Regions from separate parts of the Mus musculus genome. Here all the other regions are linked to region 2. Evidence: chromatin contacts called from public HiChIP or PLAC-seq and promoter capture Hi-C data. All regions are on one chromosome and are shown on one strand. The core of a region is the stretch at or near the end of the contact, and the rest is flanking DNA. Distances in the headings are between cores, read along the strand shown.

Region 1 (2,820 bases), core at 132-2,631, 870 kb before region 2:
CCCGGTGCCATCAACGTCATAGTTCCCAGGACCATGTTAAAAGCATTTGCCTCTATACTAGCATGTCTTTTTACCACACTGCAGGGTTACAGGTACATGTCCGGGTTCTTCTTGTTTTCCTTCGGTTTTGGATTTAAAGGGAATCCAGCTAAACTTTAATTGCTTTAATTTGAATACCTTTACTTTCTACTCTATTTCTCATCTTCAGTTTGTTTCTTCTGCTCAGACTCTCAACAGTGATCTGAAATTTCAATCAGGCGTCTAAGCCTCAGTACTGACCTACAGTATGGGCCCAGGAGCTTTCTGAATACTAGCTGTGTACTTGTGGCCAATGTAACTCTGCCAGTATAGATATAAAAATGAATAGGTAAAGTCCAGGTAGCTGGGAAGTAACTACCGTAATGAATTCCTGCATGTGTGAATATCAACTGTATCTAGGATTTTAAAAATTAGTCTTAAAACTTGTGAAAGTCAGCCAGGTGGTGGTGGTGGCGGCGGCGCACGACTTTAATCCCAGCACTTGGGAGACAGAGGCAGGCGGATTTCTGAGTTCGAGGCCAGCCTGGTCTACAGAGTGAGTTCCAGGACAGCCAGGGCTACACAGAGAAACCCTGTCTTGAAAAACCAAAAAGAAAAAAAAAAAAAAAACCCAAACAAACAAACTTGTGAAAGTCGGAGGCCAAGTGTTGTCGGTGGACACAAAGAACCTAACACAGCGCAGAATGTGACATCAGGCCCTAGACCTTGAGACTCGAGCTCTTAAGGAGGACCTTTATGAAGATGTGTGTACATATATGGGTTGCTCTGACAGTTAATGAGGGAAACACACAAAAATGCATGTACATGTACACCTGGTACGTTCTTCCAAGTTCTCAGCTTGCTTTTGCTTTTTAATCGTGTAAGTGAGCTTGGAATTTTGAGCAACCGCTCCAAAATAAAAACAATACAGCGTTTGTTACGTGTCTGGTTCTAAAAGTCAGGCAATCAACGTGAGCTCTTCTGCCTGCCAGTGCCTGTCCTTCTGCGAGTGGCCTGCCTTTAGTAACCATCTCTGATTTTATTTTCCTGCACAGTGAGAAGGAGAGCAAAAGGTCGGCCAACAAGTGGGGGAGAAGGTCCCGGAGAGGGTAGCGCTTGCGGACATGGCTCCAGGAGACCACGTGGGCCGTGGTCCCGCCGCCTCGGGATGCGTTTCACTGTCTTTGGCCGCCTCCTCCCAGGAGCTACGCTCACCCAGGTCGTAGAGGGTCCGCAGAACGGCGTCCAGGAGTGCCTCCGAACCAGGAGGCTCAACGGAGTCCGAATCGTGCTCCGCCGCCATGGGAATCAGCACGGAGACCCCCCCAGATCCCGCCCAGTGCCCACCACTTCCGCTTCCGGCGCGGCTTCTGCGCGTGCGTCACGGTCCCTGCGCGGCCTCGGGCCTGGTTAAGATGGCGGTGCCCGGGGTCCCGTGCAGTGGCCGTACGGAGTGCCACTGTCCTGGGCAGACGGGAGCCGCCCCGTGCGAAAGAACCGCCCCCAGCGGCTGCACTACAGCCGTGTAGCAGACCAGCCCAGGCCCCGCCAGGGACGGCAGCCGCGCCATGGACGTTCCTAGCTCCTCCAGCTCCCGATTCTCGGTCGGCTCGGCCAGCCCTAGCAGTGTGCTCCTCTATGCGGTAGGCGCCTGGGAGGACCAAGGCCCAGGGCAACGTCGCGGGAAGGACAGTCCCTCCCCGATCCCTATGTCCCCAGCCCACGACCCTTGCTTGTCTTAAAGAGCGGGTCCTAACCCAGTTGGGTACGTGGCTTGGTATCCACGGCAACCATGTGTCTGCGCCTCGGTTAACGCGTCTGCTTTTACAAGTTTGTATCGATGGCGGTCCCTCTGTCCCTTCTCCCCGTCAGGCCGGGAGCCCCCGCACACAACATGAGGGGAGCATTAGAGTTCTGCCTGTTGAGTAGTAATCTTAGTCCTGACCTAGCCCGAGAAGACTTTTGGGTCTCCACCTCCCGCCTTCTCCCCAGCCCTCTACCTTAAGTATTCCTGAGAGAGAAAAATATTCGGCTACAATATGCGCGTAGAGTTTTTTTTTTTAACTCTTACTTGGAACCTCAGGAAATTACTGTCTTCTATTCGTTATGTTTGCACAAGTTTCTGAGTAGGATACCCATTGCCACTGTTTTCTGTCCAACTTACCTTCTACACTACCCCCTTCCGCCCCCCACTTCCTTCCTCTTCTAGTTTTAACTGGTGGTTTGCCCCGTTTGGTTTCCAACAGAGTGTTGGTCACTTACAATATTCACGAGCAATTATCAAGGTGGAGACTTCGTGTGCTTTCACTCCGTGGGTTTGCACAATTACGGGTGGGGTGGGGTGAGAATTTGCTTATTTTTATGTGTATGAGTGTACCTGCATGTGTGTATGTGCACCACGAGGTGTCTGGTGCATCAGAGGCCAGCTCTGGGAATTGAGTTACAGATTGTGAGCTGCCCCAATGTGGTTGCTGAAGGAATGACCCTTAACCCTTGTGCCATCTCTCCATCCTCGGGGGAGAGTTAAAAAAAATCTTAATTAATTATTTTTGAAACAAGATTTTCTTGGTTTGTTCTCTGGCTTTGGCACTAGCTGTGAAGCCCCAGGCTTTCTGGATCTTGCATTCCTCATGCCCTCACCTCCAGAGAGCTAGGATTATAGTCTACACCACCACTCTTGACAAAAGTGCCTTTCAAAGGGTATTTCCATGCTATGCCAGTAGTTAACACCATTTTCTTTTCTTTCCTTTCCTTTCCTTTCCTTTCCTTTCCTTTTCTTTCTTTCTTTTTTTTTTTTTTCTT
Region 2 (2,715 bases), core at 59-2,558:
GCAGGTGTGGCTTGCCAATCTTTTTAGGTGATTTAAACAGCAGGAAACTGAGCTGTTAAACTGGCATATATTGCCTGCTGAAAGGAGTCCAAAAATGTGTGTGTGTGTGTGTGTGTGTGTGTGTGTGTGTGTGTGTGTGAATGTGTGTATGTATATTACATTCGCAAACCAATTAAAGGTAAGGATTCCTGGAAATGGCTTTCTCATCCAGAATGGAGGGTGACTGAGCACAAGCCCAACTGCACGCATGCTCGACTAGAAGGGTCTACAGGTACATCGCGGGCAAAAGCCACTGCCACTTCATTTGCTGGTGGAATGAGTCTCGAGGCTAACTGAGGTAAGGATCCACTTTCTCTGGGTAAGGCAGTTGTGGGTTGATAGACAAGTGTGGAGGTATGGAGCAGAGATGAGGGATTCGGTGCATGGCTGGGGATAGGAAGTCCGCCTGCATCAGAGGTCTGCAACGTGGGCAAGCTTGAAAACCTCCTGCAAACAGGTTCAAGTTCTCCGGACCAATGCCAGTTACTCCAGTCTAAAGGAGGCCATCGCTTTGGGCCAAGCTGCTGTGTGAGCCCCTAGCAGTCCAGATCGGGCCAAAATGGAATCAAGGCACTATCACTAAGATGACCATCAAACTGGCTTTGAAAAAACTGTTTTGGGCTAGTTTCCCCCGAGCATGGGCGTCCCAGTCAGCTGAATGAAGTCAGTGAGGAAGTTCTTTTTCAGCAATGGAAGGGGAGAACTCTGCGGAGAGAAGCCTCGCTTTTGCTCTTGTTTCTGCTTTCCACAACTCTTTCTGCCGTTTCTGCCGCTCAGGTCAGGTCACTGGAAGCTCCTTCTACTTCCAGGTTGCAATAAAAAAGCTTAATCAGATCTTTAGACTCTTACTACCTTGTCTCAGATATTCATCTCGGGAGGTGGAGGCCAGGATAAATTGAGGTTAGCTGTTCTCCAGCTGACTGCTCCGCAGCCAAGTGAACATTGTACACGGAGTTCAAATCCCACCAACGGCTGCTCCTTCAAGGAGGGTTTCTATTGCTACATAGGAGCTCACTTGCAGCCTGAGGTGAGGGTCTCAGGGACAGAACTCAGATACTTAAGTAGCAACGGCCAAGTATCTGGAATTTCCACGAATGCATCCGTGCAGACACCTCACGTGAGTCTGGCACATAGGACTGTTCCCAGACCTTACAGCCAGCCACTGCCACATAGCACCAGGAGTAGGGAAGAATGCGCGTGCGCCTTGTGTGTCGGGAAGGGGGGGGGGGGAGCGTTGGAAACGCATGCGCGACCACGGGGCGGGGCGGTGCTTTCCCTGCCGACAGGGGCGTGGCCTTCAGCGTAAGGGGTGGAGCCTGGCCGCCCATTCTGACCCCCGACCGCCCCGCTCTGGACCACCCCGCACCCAGACCCCCACGCACATGTCGCGGCACGTGTTCCTCACCGGGCCTCCAGGTGACCCAGAGCCTGCGGGACTTGGCGGGGAGGTAGAGCGCCTGGACCTCTGTCCGGTCTCCGGCCTGGCTTGGTGTATCGCAACCCGGCGAGAGGGAAGGCCAGGAGGACTGGGGAGCACCGGTTACATGTCCCCAAGGACCGGTTGTCACCCGGGTCTCGCGCCACTGAGGCCCAGGTGTACTCTGTAGACTTTAGAGTCAGTTGAACAGGCAGAGGCTTTGGGGAGGAGCAGGGGGCCGCAGTTGGAGGCGCGCCGGCCTTGCACAGCATGCCCTGCATTTGAAATCAGGGTGCAGTTGGGTCCCCAGCTTCCTGCTGTAGGGTTCACCCGGAGCCATCATCAATACCTATGTTCATAAGAGGTTTAGTGAACACCGGACTCACAGGCTTTCCCCTCCTCCCCGAGGAGAACCTGGGAGTACTGTCAGTCCCGGATTTGCACCTCTACACCCCTGCCTCCTGTCTCAAGAGTTAGTAATGCTTCGCCCCTTGCGCTACAGGCCCCACTCCAGTGTGTCTCACTAACATCCCAAAGGGTTTGGCTTTCTAAGCCCCTCTCCAGCAAGTTAGCGAGACTTTTAAAAAGAAAGCACCCTTTGTCAGCACCACTGCCTCTCAGCCTCTTCCTAAATATTGACCAGCATCTGTAAGTCATCTCAGAGGGGGCTTTGCTCAGCTGGTTTTTTTTTTTTTTGGTTTGGTTTTTGAGACAGGGTTTCTCTGTGTAGCCCTGGCTGTCTTGGAACTCACTCTGTAGACCAGGCTGGCCCCAACTCAGAAATCCACCTGCCTCTGCCTACCAAGTGCTGGGATTAAAGGCATGGGCCACCACTGTCTGGCTTGCTCAGCTGTTTTTAACATAACAATCCCTGTGAGGAGATAGCCTCTGGGTCAAGAGCTCTTGGGCTGCTGTGTGTTGTCTGTTTGGAAATACGGATATATGGAGTTTGAAAGTTGCATTTATTTACGTATGTGAGTGTGTGCGCAGGTGTGGAGGTCAGAGGACAACTTTGAGGAGTTGGTTCTTGTTGCCCCATTGAGCCGTCTTGCTGGCCCATAAATATACTCCCCTCCCCTTATAATAAAAGTGCTGCCTGCTTGGTATGAGAGCTAAAGTGAAATGTTAAAGTGACAGGCTTTTTGTTGGTGGTGGGGTGTGTGTATGTGTGCAGTGTTTGGGATGTAAATAATAAAAGACAAAAAGCGGGGGTAGCCCCAGGGAACTCCACCCTCAGGAGCTAAGTGTGGGACCTTTGT
Region 3 (2,700 bases), core at 87-2,586, 630 kb before region 2:
CACAGTTTCTGTGGGGCCGGGGACCCTGACTGCATGCTCCCTGCTTAGTTACTGGGCCCAGGGATAGATTCTCCTGGTTCCAGTGCTGGAAACTGAACTTGGATCCAATGGAAGGGCAGCTAGTGCTCTTAACCCCTGAGCCCCCTCTCCAGTCCATATATTCTTGTAAGGAAGAAAAAACAATCTAGAAAAGTTAATAGAGAAGGGCACATGTAGGTGCCCGCTGCCCTCTTAGACCTTTCTGGTCGCTGTGACGGAATATCCAGACATAAGCAGCGTTAGTAAGAAATGGTTTGTCCTGGCTCACGGTTCCTGGGTCCATCATGGTGGGTGGTATGGCAACAGGTGTTTGAGGGAGCCGGTCACAGTGCATCCGTGGTCAGGAAGCAGGGAGAGATGATGCCGGTCACAGTGCATCCGTGGTCAGGAAGCAGGGAGAGATGATGCCGGTCACAGTGCATCCGTGGTCAGGAAGCAGGGAGAGATGATGCCGGTCACAGTGCATCCGTGGTCAGGAAGCAGGGAGAGATGATGCCGGTCACAGTGCATCTGTGGTCAGGAAGCAGGGAGAGATGATGCCGGTCACAGTGCATCTGTGGTCAGGAAGCAGGGAGAGATGATGCCAGTCACAGTGCATCTGTGGTCAGGAAGCAGGGAGAGATGATGCTGGTGTTTGGCTTTTATCTCCTCCTTATTTGTCAATTAGTCAGTGTGTGTGTCTCTACCTCAGTCAAACTCATCCAATCTCAGTAATCCCCGACAGCCTGACAGAGGCATGCGTTCAAGGGATTCTACGCCCTGCCAGTCGCTACTAACAGTCGCTACGACAGTCGCTGCTAACGTCACACATATAACCCCAACTCTTAGAGTTGACGCAGGGGAATCCAGTGTTCTAGGATAGTTTGGGTTACGCATGCAGACTCCGTCTCAGAACAACAGAAGAAGTCAGAGTGGAAACAGTACAGAGAGCTGTACTCTGGGCCCTACCTCTCTTGGTGCCAGTCCATGCTCACCCTAAGCCCTGGGCAGGCAGCAGCTCACATGCAGAGCCAGGTCTGTAGCGTGCTAACAGCTTTCCCCGTTCCTATACTGTGCGATGGTGGTGGACACACTAGCCGTGGCTGACTCTTCTTACCAAGCCTCATGCACCCCAAGGAGTCACTTACACATGGCCCCATGGCTACGTTAACACTGATTAAAATGAACCTCTCTGATGGTCCACCCAGAGCAAACCTTGAAAAGTACCGACTTCATTCTGGTTTATGACACAACTTGGTCTGGTGATTTTGTCCCACCAATGATGTCATGGTGCCCCTAGACACTGTGACTCACACAATAGCTCCCCCTTGCCTCTCCCTCATCCTTGGCGGGTGACTTTCGTAACCATGCGAGTTCTGCCTTTGTCCTTCCCTCCCTTCTTCCTCTCTCTTTCCTGGAAGCTGAGTAGGCTGTGTCTTCTCACCCAAAGGACCCCTAGTGCATGGTGACAAGCTTGCTGTACCTGGTGTCAGTGAACAATCGACTGTCTGTGGGTTAGCGGAGTCTGTATCCATAACCTCCAGGAAGAAGGACACAGACACAGAACAAAACACCACTGGCTTTGTGTTTGTGTTCTTGTTACTTTAAGCATCCCATTGGCTAGTGGCTGCCTTCTCAGACAGCGTACTTTTGATGAAAATGGTCGCCAGCCAAGGCAAACATGCACTTAGGCTTTTTCTTGGGGCCTGCATTGTAAGCTTGGGGCTCCAGAGGAAATGTGTGGGAGAATTACTCAAGGTCTTAGCCTCTAGCAAGAATGCAGGGATGCTGAGCTATGCTGCCCAGCCTGGCTCCTGGACACTCCAACTGTGACATTCTGTCCATCTCCCTGGGTCCATGTGAGCTCTGGGCTCCAGGGACACCTCTCTTTGTGGATACGTAGGGGACAAGGAAGGGGTGTAGCCTCTCAGACAACAGAAAAGATGATGTCATTTGGGAGTGGTCAACACAGGAGGAAAGTTCTCTCTACTAATGACATCACTCCAAACACCCTGCCCACAGCTCACCGATGACATCACTCCACACACTCTGTCCATAGCTCTGCAGGTGGCACATGGGCTCACAAACATCTCTGCTGCTCTGCCTCAGAGTTTTAAAAACAGTCCAATAGAAGAACGTAAGACAGATAGATGGATGTGCATGATACCACATGCATTCCTTCCTTGTGTGTGTGCACACATGCTTGTGTGGCTGCACATATGGGTGCAGGTGTGTGCATGCATGTTGCATATGTGGTAGTTAGTCAGAGGACACCCTTGGGTGTCAGGCCTCAAGCCCTTAGCATTTCCATTGTTTGAGACAGGTCTCTCATTGGCCAGCTAGCTCTCAGGAGTCTGTCTGTCTCTGTCTCATCATCACTAAGATGGCTGTGTGTTCCCCTGTGCTCAGCTTTTAATGTAGATTCTGGGGATTTGAACTCAGGTCTTCATGCCTGCAATGCAAGCGGTTTGCCAGTAAACCACCTCCCCAGCCTATACTCTTTCTAGCTCTTGATTGATCTGGGTGGTCAGTGATACTGTACCCTGCCCTGCAAGGCTCTGGCATGTACCTGCAGGATTATTGTAGAAAAGAGTACAGGTACAGGACTGCCCTGATAATGCACTTCAAACATGAAGTCTAGCAATTTTACACTTGAAATGCCAGCTCATGCAAGCCTCCTGC
Region 4 (2,700 bases), core at 14-2,513, 720 kb before region 2:
TTTTGTGTGTCAACTTGACACAAGCTGGAGTTATCACAGAGAAAGGAGCCTCCCTTGAGGAAATGCCTCCATGAGATCCAGCTGTAAGACATTTTCTCAACTAGTGATCAAGGGGGGAGGGCCCAGCCCATTGTGGGTGGTGCCATCCCTGGGCTAGTGGTCCTGGGTTCTATAAGAAAGCAGGCTTAGCAAGTCAGAGGAAGCAAGCCAGTAAGAAACACCCCTCCATGGCCTCTACATCAGCTCCTGCCTCCAAGTTCCTTCCTGTGTGAGTCCCTGTCCTGATTTCCTTTGGCATGAATAACGATGTGGAAGTATAAGCTGAATAAACCCTTTCCTCCCCAACTTATTGGTCATGTTTTGTGCAGGAATACAAACGCTAAGACAACTGGTGAATGTGGGCTCAGAAGTCACAGAAATTCAAGATGGTTATGTGTCCAACATTCATCCATTGTTGTTCCCCCACAGCCTTTTCATGCAGGACTCTGCCCAAACCATCTAGCTTTTTGCTGATTCAATGGTGACAGCTTATGGCCTGATTTTTGAGCTGGGAGACCCTCCTGTGATGCTGTTGTGGCCTTGACTTCACTGGCTAATTCTACGTATATCATTTCCATAAGTGTGTCTGTTCCTAAGTTAACAAGAACAGACTGTGTGACTAAAATGTCTGTAACATGCACATGGCTGAACTTGACTCAAGATGTTGGGCTTTGTTCAATAAGTAATCTTAATTGAGCATGGTCTCTAATGGGCTGCTGGAAGCCTCAAAGGAATGGTACTAGCTAGGTGAGGTAGCATGTGCTCAAACAACAGCCTTAGGGCTTGACAATGTGACCAAACTTTCCATCTATTCCAAAGCTGCTTCTCTTCGAAGACCTTGCGACACTTCCAGGTGCCACGCACCCAGCACATGCCAAGGGCATGCATGGACGCAGGAGGCTGCTCAGAGAGGCGAGGGGACAGGAGGCCGCTGCCCGCGACAGGACTACACAGCTCAGGTAGGCACTCAACGGCTTGCACCACAACCTGGCACACCGGAAGCATGCGCGACTGAGAGAGAGCGCCGGGTAGGCACTTGGACGTGGGAGAAGCCGGGACACAGACCGGAAGTATGTGCAGCACAGGGAGCGCGCCGGGAGCCCGGCCGGAAACGTGCGCTGCTGCAGGAGCGCGCCCGCCCGCATGCCCGCCCAGGCGGTGTGGGACACGGGCCGGAAGTGTGTGCGGCCGAGGGGACTCCGCGGCGGACGCAGCTCCCGGCTGAGGCTGCGTGAAGGATCCGCTTCCGGCGGCCGCCTACTGCGACCAGGGTGGTGTGCGCTGTCACCCACGGGCTCAGCGCGGCGTCCCGCGACGGCCTTTCGCTGAGCTGGCCCGGCGGCTGCGATCCCTGCGCGTGCAAGCCGAGGCCCCGCGGCCATGAACGGCAAAGAAGGTGCGGGGCCGGCGCGTGGAGGGGAGGGGCTGGCAGGGCCTGGCCCCTGTGCTCGGCTGTCACCGTGCCATCCATCGCACGCCCCCAGGGGACCCTGCGGACCGACCCAGAGCGCAGCCGGGTGCCTGGGGTCTCAAGCCGCGTTTTGTGCGACCCCTGCACCAGTGCACGAGTTTGGGGACCTGTGTGTGGCTGGAGAGGTCGAGCCCTGTGGGTACCGGGGGACGAAGGGGATAGCCTGGGCTGTGCTAGCGCGGCATCGCAAGGGCTCCATCCATCTCTTCTTTTCTGCCTAAGGACCAGGAGGGTTCAGGAAGAGGAAGCATGACACCTTCCCACATAACCAAAGGAGAGAGGGGAAGGATGCCAGTTTGTCTTCGCCGGTGATGCTGGCCTTCAAATGTAAGTTTCCATTAGGAGAATTAGAACCATAACCGTAACAATCGTGTCGCCGTAGTGTTCGGGTGTGGGGTCGGTTAGGGAGCCTTTAGTCCATGCCGATGTAAGGCTTAGTTTTCCTGAATGTTTCGTGTTGGTGCTAGGTCTGCCCAGAAAAAAAAAAAATCTGTATTCTAAACATTCCGATATCAGGATAACTTGACCAAGTTAATAGAACAAGAATACCAGTGTACATGTATGTACGAGATTCACTAATAGTTCCTGTTCTATGCAGAGTGCTACCTCAAAATAAGTCTTGCCAGTCTAGTAACCAATCTAACACACTCTAAATATAAATATATGTGCTAGTAAATGGTAAGTGTGAAGATGATGTTACATACAGAACAGTTGGTAAGAATGTGGCAGATATTTCCATATTATTTAACATTTAATGCTTTTTATGTGGGACTTTTTACTGTTTACTAATGTTAATATAGGCCACCATAGTCAAGGGCTTTGGGATATAGATGTTTGCCACTTTGCATTTGCTAAAAGTAACGCAAAGTAAAAACTGCTTCATATTTAGGAAGAAAGAATTAGGTTGCACCTTGTAAAGAGAAGGGTCCCAGCTAATGTGTGGACAGTTTTGTTTTTGTTTTTGTGTTTTTTTCTTTTTTGTTTTTGTTTTTTTTTTCGAGACAAGGTTTCTCTGTGTAGCCCTGGCTGTCCTAGAACTCACTCTGTAGACCAGGCTGACCTCGAACTCAGAAATCCACCTGCCTCTGCCTCCCAAGTGTTGGGATTAAAGACGTGCGCCACTCCCCCCCCTCCCTCTTCCCGGCTAATGTGGACAGTTTTAAAAGAACATAGCACCTACAGTGGTCTTC

Evidence for each region. Promoter capture Hi-C pulls out the DNA fragments that hold promoters and counts their contacts. HiChIP or PLAC-seq counts read pairs in DNA pulled down with a chosen protein or histone mark.
Region 1: an H3K4me3 HiChIP or PLAC-seq map of pro-B cells shows a contact between it and region 2, with 4 times the contacts expected there. The contact joins the promoter of Gnpat here to the promoter of Ntpcr in region 2. A contact is called at or near these places in 4 of 39 promoter capture datasets (hippocampal neurons, liver and pre-B cells) and 2 of 115 datasets of contacts at active chromatin or transcription factors (bone marrow-derived macrophages and pro-B cells).
Region 3: a contact with region 2 is called in an H3K4me3 HiChIP or PLAC-seq map of bone marrow-derived macrophages, with 5 times the contacts expected there. The contact joins the enhancer-like site here to the promoter of Ntpcr in region 2. A contact is called at or near these places in 17 of 39 promoter capture datasets (the 3T3-L1 cell line, 3T3-L1-derived adipocytes, cancer-associated fibroblasts and 10 more), 1 of 484 Hi-C or Micro-C datasets (embryonic stem cells), 6 of 115 datasets of contacts at active chromatin or transcription factors (T-cell acute lymphoblastic leukemia, bone marrow-derived macrophages, craniofacial prominence and 3 more) and 1 of 9 other capture datasets (liver).
Region 4: a contact with region 2 is called in a promoter capture Hi-C map of hippocampal neurons, with 6 times the contacts expected there. The contact joins the promoter of Tsnax here to the promoter of Ntpcr in region 2. A contact is called at or near these places in 3 of 39 promoter capture datasets (embryonic stem cells, hippocampal neurons and liver), 1 of 484 Hi-C or Micro-C datasets (embryonic stem cells) and 4 of 115 datasets of contacts at active chromatin or transcription factors (astrocytes, craniofacial prominence, embryonic forebrain and 1 more).

What each region holds. Positions count from the first base shown.
Region 1 is chr8:124,861,652-124,864,471 of GRCm38.p6, forward strand. Gnpat (glyceronephosphate O-acyltransferase) reads left to right here and starts at 1,382. Exons shown (of 16, transcript NM_010322.3): 1 at 1,382-1,661. The coding sequence starts at 1,587. 2810004N23Rik (RIKEN cDNA 2810004N23 gene) reads right to left here and starts at 1,378. Exons shown (of 7, transcript NM_025615.2): 1 at 1,234-1,378. The coding sequence starts at 1,321.
Region 2 is chr8:125,732,895-125,735,609 of GRCm38.p6, forward strand. Ntpcr (nucleoside-triphosphatase, cancer-related) reads left to right here and starts at 1,309. Exons shown (of 5, transcript NM_025636.5): 1 at 1,309-1,455. The coding sequence starts at 1,422.
Region 3 is chr8:125,104,200-125,106,899 of GRCm38.p6, forward strand. The region is part of intron 3 of Disc1 (disrupted in schizophrenia 1); the gene reads left to right. Among named protein-coding and RNA genes, the nearest start is that of Disc1, 51 kb to the left of the region's middle. Within about 2 kb of position 1,337, at least 4 of the 459 cell types and tissues checked have an H3K27ac peak or open chromatin away from gene starts, as enhancers often do. A contact at or near this core is called in bone marrow-derived macrophages, where this site is marked.
Region 4 is chr8:125,011,778-125,014,477 of GRCm38.p6, forward strand. It overlaps Tsnax (translin-associated factor X), which reads left to right and starts at 1,264. Exons shown (of 6, transcript NM_016909.3): 1 at 1,264-1,435; 2 at 1,733-1,837. The coding sequence starts at 1,420.